Linked DNA regions of Zea mays: region 1 is linked to region 2. A link is a contact called in public Hi-C data. All regions are on one chromosome and are shown on one strand. Each heading gives the region's core, a stretch centred on a gene start, on an enhancer-like site or on the middle of the called end of the contact. The rest is flanking DNA. Distances are from core to core; before and after follow the strand shown.

Evidence for each region. Hi-C and Micro-C count contacts between places; a contact is called where the count stands out from the background.
Region 1: a contact with region 2 is called in a Hi-C map of leaf, with 4 times the contacts expected there. The contact joins two enhancer-like sites. A contact is called at or near these places in 2 of 25 Hi-C or Micro-C datasets (ear and leaf).

The regions. Positions count from the first base shown.
Region 1 is chr9:34,239,662-34,242,361 of Zm-B73-REFERENCE-NAM-5.0, reverse strand. LOC103638229 (a long non-coding RNA gene) reads left to right here. Exons shown (of 3, transcript XR_558633.4): 3 at 555-934. Among protein-coding and RNA genes, the nearest start is that of LOC103638229, 3.7 kb to the left of the region's middle. Within about 2 kb of position 1,376, at least 13 of the 20 cell types and tissues checked have an H3K27ac peak or open chromatin away from gene starts, as enhancers often do. A contact at or near this core is called in leaf, where this site is marked.
Region 2 is chr9:33,930,664-33,933,363 of Zm-B73-REFERENCE-NAM-5.0, reverse strand. No RefSeq gene overlaps it. Among protein-coding and RNA genes, the nearest start is that of LOC100283083, 69 kb to the left of the region's middle. Within about 2 kb of position 1,268, at least 10 of the 20 cell types and tissues checked have an H3K27ac peak or open chromatin away from gene starts, as enhancers often do. A contact at or near this core is called in leaf, where this site is marked.

The DNA of each region.
Region 1 (2,700 bases), core at 127-2,626, 310 kb before region 2:
ATGCATGGTTTATTGATACTTGCTTTTTGAATCGGATCCGGTTAAGTTAGAATAAAGTTGATATTATTCTTAGTGTTATGTCAACATCTAGTATTTGTTTATGAGTGTTGTGTTACCTTGTTAGCAAATGTTTATTTTTATATTGTATAGTCTTGGGGAAATTCGATCATATGTGATGATGCGATGCTTGTTTAGTTGGTATGCTATGCATAATAGTTTAGTGGAGTAATTCTAAAGTTACTTGACATGCTATTGTTTGTTATTCTAAGTCCTAGGTATCCTAGATTAATGAATATATGTTTTGTTAATGTTCGGTGTTATTCTTTAGCTAAGGAGGGCATAGAACGTATGTATGGCTGTTGTTGCCAGATGTTTGAATTAGGTCCGAGTACCTGGAAGATCAAGATTGTTGTGTTAGAGAGTTAAAAGTATTTAGTGTTTTCGTATTAGAATTGTGATGCCTTGCTATAAGCGTTTGATATACTTCGGGTAATATTACCTATCTTGTGCTATTTTTATCTGCATTCGTTCATGTGCATCACACATTTCATTAGGTACACTAGTTGATCACGTGATGTGGAGGACAAGAACCGAATTGATCTCAAAGTGATGCTGGTCGATGAACCTAACGATGGATGATTCGATCGAGTGCTAGGACGGGAGATGGTCGTCAAGCGAGTATCATCTAACAACATTAACATAGTGTTTTATCCTAGGCAAATCTCGGTGCATTCACCTCTTTCCTTGTTGTTTACCAAAATTTTATCATCTTATATGATGCATTACGATCGTGCTGAGGGCTAGATGCACAGCAGTGGGCGACTCATCGCGGACTCACTATGACTATCATCATTGACTTGTACATCATAATGATATACTCGATCCGTCCAAGACTGGACTATCTATTTTAAGTGTTAAAGTAGTCCAAGGATAATCTACCTATTCTTTGTGCTGCATGTTAACTCCTTGTTACATGCATGCACGCATGCTGCATAGGAGTCGTTGGGATGACTCCTCCTTGCATACATATGTCCATATGATTGGTTAGCTGCACCGTCTCGTCCCATGTCACCACGTGTGTTGACTTTATCTGAGTTTGTGTTTGGTTGGTTGCACGTGTGAAGCGCAGGCTGCATGGACAGACGCAAAATAAGTTATGTTAGCTGCATCCACACGTACGTCTAAAACGGACGTACGCGGTTGGCCAGGCTCGCGCGAGATTGTACGTGTGGGTACAGTCATCCAATCAGGCGAACAATTAATGATCTTGTACACAGTAAAACTAGAGTACAACTTCAGTTCTGGTCTCCGGCTCGGCACTTCCCATCCACTAGAAGAGAATGGGAAGAGGTACATGTGCAAGTGGAAGAGGCGACTTATATGGGCCTGTTTGGTTTTCGGACGGAGACATCCTGGCTTGTGTCTTCGTGACCTGGCTGATCTAGAGCAGGTTTATGTGAGCCAGGCTCCAGAGAAACGCAAATAAATCCTGTATCTTATGAGCCAAGCTCACTTATCAGTTTTGCATCATCTAAGCCAGGTCCAGCTATAAATGCAGTCATCCAAACAAGCATAACTTGTATCGCTAGAGCCAGGCTGGAGAACCAAACACGAGAACGTATAAAGATGTTGTACCTCCGGAGCCGAGTTCGGTCTCATCAGGGTAACCAATCAGGCCCTATATGTACGTTGTGGGCTGAAAATTTCTGAAACGGTTGTTGCGCATGATTTGAGTGGGATATAGGTAGATCATCCTTGGATGGAGGGAGTATATACCTATCCAGAATAATGGTCATGCTGAATAGAGCAACTATAATAAAGTGTATATGCGGGCTCTAAGAAATGTAAAGGCTTCTACTGTTCTCTTGGCTTTAATCCAAAACAGCTTCTACTGTAGAAGTTGTTTCTACAGTGTTTTGTCTCTATGGATTATAGATGCAGCAGCCCGAACAATTGATTTTAATCTGATTAGAGCAAGTATAATAAGGTAATATAATCAGGCTGCAAAAGGTGTCATATTACATATATTAGATTTATAGTGATATGAAAAAAGAGATATAGAGAGAAGAAAATATGCTATTCACTAGTAGATAAAGGTGATCTGTTAAAGACTCCAAAACACTATGAGATAAAGTATGAGATAAAGAGGTGGATACAATATTAAATGTACGACTTATATTCTTATATTATAAAAATAGTTATTATATAACTAATATTTTAATTGGTTACATGTGACCTTGCGACGTTATAAAATATATACTATACACTGTATTATTAACGGGCGCGCCGTTTCGTGGATGAATAATTTAAGCCTGGCGTGGCTATTCAGACTTGACTCGTGCTTGGAGTCGTGCTTGGAGTAGCACGTTTAATATAAACATGGAAACTGAACACGGGACCTTAGTAATCAGTTCGTTTTGCTTCTGTGTGGTTAATTAGTAATATGAATAATCTTATGTTACAAAATCTGTCGTTTGATGATCGCTTGGCCAGACGCATATTCAACTCATGATGTCTTGCTCGTCGGGACTCGGGACATCACCCACGATGCAATCATACAGGTAGGTACACGACGAAACCTAACCTTTTTGCAAGAGGGCGGTGCAGTTCCGTTCCAACCAATGCACGGAGACTTCTACTTCTACATGATGGATTGCATAACCAAGTTATGCCTTCCTTCCTCGAATACGAAAAGATACC
Region 2 (2,700 bases), core at 19-2,518:
AATTCAACCACCAAAATTATTTAGGAAAATGTTTGACCCTATTTCCTTTTCACTATGCTCCACACCAGCACATCACAAGTCCACCGACATGATTGCACGTACATAATCTCACGCTCTGGTCAATCCACTGGCTATCCTAGAGTGATACCTGTTGATAATCACTCATCAACACAAACCACAAGAGACAAGTCAACCTTGTTTTCACACTTATTGTGTTCACAAAATTAATAAATCAATATTTACATCTTTTAGGTTTATTAATATTTATATTACTGATAAAACTATTATGTCTAAATGTTTGAATACAGAATACTTATACTAATTACTACTAAAATATTTAATGTAATTAATCTAAAGATTTAAGTATCAACATTTCATATTAATTAGGTTTATCAAGCCAATATAAAAAAGTACATACTAATTACAAAATGAATCATATAATAATTAATATTTATGGGCTTGATAATTATATGGATGATCGATGAAAATTACTCACTTTGAATGGTATAGCCGGGCTGTGAGGGACGATCGGGCAGAGGTGGCCAGAGAGACACAGGCCGAGCGGTCGCATACAAGACCAGCGGGGGCAGTGCGGCAGAGCAAGTACGTGCGGGCGGACGGTGCTGCCGGACAGTATTAGAAATTTAGTGATGGTGCGCAACACAGGTCGACCTTGTTCGGTTGTTTTTGTACTTTATGAGTTGTATTGTATGTTATTAGAAAAAATATGATTTTTTTGATTTGACATGAATTTAAATCCATTCAATCTCTTTCAATCTATATAGATTGAGAAGGAATCGAATGGATCCTTAGTTGGTGACGGGGGTTAGGTGGTGCCGTGGTGGCAGCATGGTGTGGTCGGTATGTGGCTAGCGGTGGTGGCTGGATGCAGCCAAGATTGGTGGCCACGACGACGTAGGTGGGAGCGAGGAGATTATATGACCGACGAAAATTAGTAATATCAGTGGGCTAACAGCGCGCGGCCAACGAAAATTGATTTGTTTCCGTTGGCTACGTCGTTATCGATAAATTTCTGTCGACTTTTCTAAAAGTTCTATAAGTTCACAGAAATTATTTTGGTCCACGCAAATTTCTTATATTCTACTGTTGTGCTAGCCAAACTCTTCTAATAAAGGAAAACACGATCTGGCCTTTGCACTTTGCAGGAAGAAAAAGTAACGATGCAGGTGGGTGGTAAAACAGGGTCGACCAGTTTCTAACCCACACGACCCATTATGAAAATTTTGGGTTACCCACCGCTTGACCTACAAAACCCGGTGGGTTACCGGTACACCAAAGCTGAGCGTGTTGCAGCTATTCAGACGCACAGGCTCAACCCTAAGCACCCGAACTTAGGGGATGTTTATTTCTAGTAACTAATTTTTAGTCTTTTAATTTTATTTCATTTTAATTTTCTAAATTAATAAATACGTTTCCATATTTAATAATTTAGAGACTAAACTGAAATATAATTGAGGGACTAAAAAATAGTCTTTAGAAACCAAACACCTTAGTTAAACATTGATATTTCCATTGAAATATCCATTCAAGAGTAAGCACAAAACTGTAGACGTTAGATGAACCGTGCGAGCAATTAGCAAAAGTGTATTAAAAAGCACTTCTGTTCACATTTCAGTGCAACAGATAGTATGTTGCAGCTCTCATTATGACAGGACCAAAAAAGACAAGACATAAGTGTTGAGTTAGGAGTTGTTTGTTTGGGATTATAATCTACCTAGATTATAAAATCTAACAAAATTTTGAACTAGTTAGGGACTGAGGCAAACTCGTACCCCACACGAACTAGCTATCCATTATACGTGTATGTTAAGGAATGGAAAATTCGATACATACTAAAAAAAATGTGGTGGGTTATAGCACATGCAAAGTTGAAATTCATTTTAACAGTTGTGCCTTTTTAGGAAAAAAATGTTTTCAGCTTGTCTTAGTGACAAACGGATCCATTCGCCAGCCTCATCTTCATCCATATGGATCCCCGGTCGAGATCACTCTTGCCCATGACGGTGGACCCATACTCACTTGGTGACCAAGGTCCCGCGTAGTAGCTAGGGCCATCACCATGCTCGAGGGGATGGCGTCACCTCAAAGAGGCCAGAGAAGAAGGGGTCATTTGAGCCAAGCACAGGAAGGAGACAAAAACACAACCACTTGCTAGAGATGTCGCACAAGACGAGAAAGAGGCCACGGTCTCACAGATAAGAAGATGATCAAGATAGGAAAGAAGAAAAAACAAATTGATATCTTCATAACTAGTGGTAGATAAGTAATTTTTAAAAAGTTTTCTACTTTCAGATATATGATAAGTTGCTTTCAATTTTGTACTAGAGAAAAAAGATGTTGGTCCAAAGCACTTGTGACTTTTTATCCTTTGATTCACTTTTAACTTTTACAAAAACAAGTTTAAAAGCCAAACCAAATCTACCCTTAGTATTCAACTCCAACGTTTGATTTACAACTCAACCTAAATGCAATGTAACGTATGGTGCAGTTACAACTCAGTTGTCTGATATAAAAATTCCGATTCTCATTATAAAAATGTAGAGCTAGTTGTGACCCTAACAATTGCAACTAAGTTTTTTATTTTGTTGCAACTAAACCATTGTACCTATTATATTTGTATCAAATTAGGTACACCAAAGATTCTATCGCAACTTTAGTATCCAACTGCAACTAAGACTT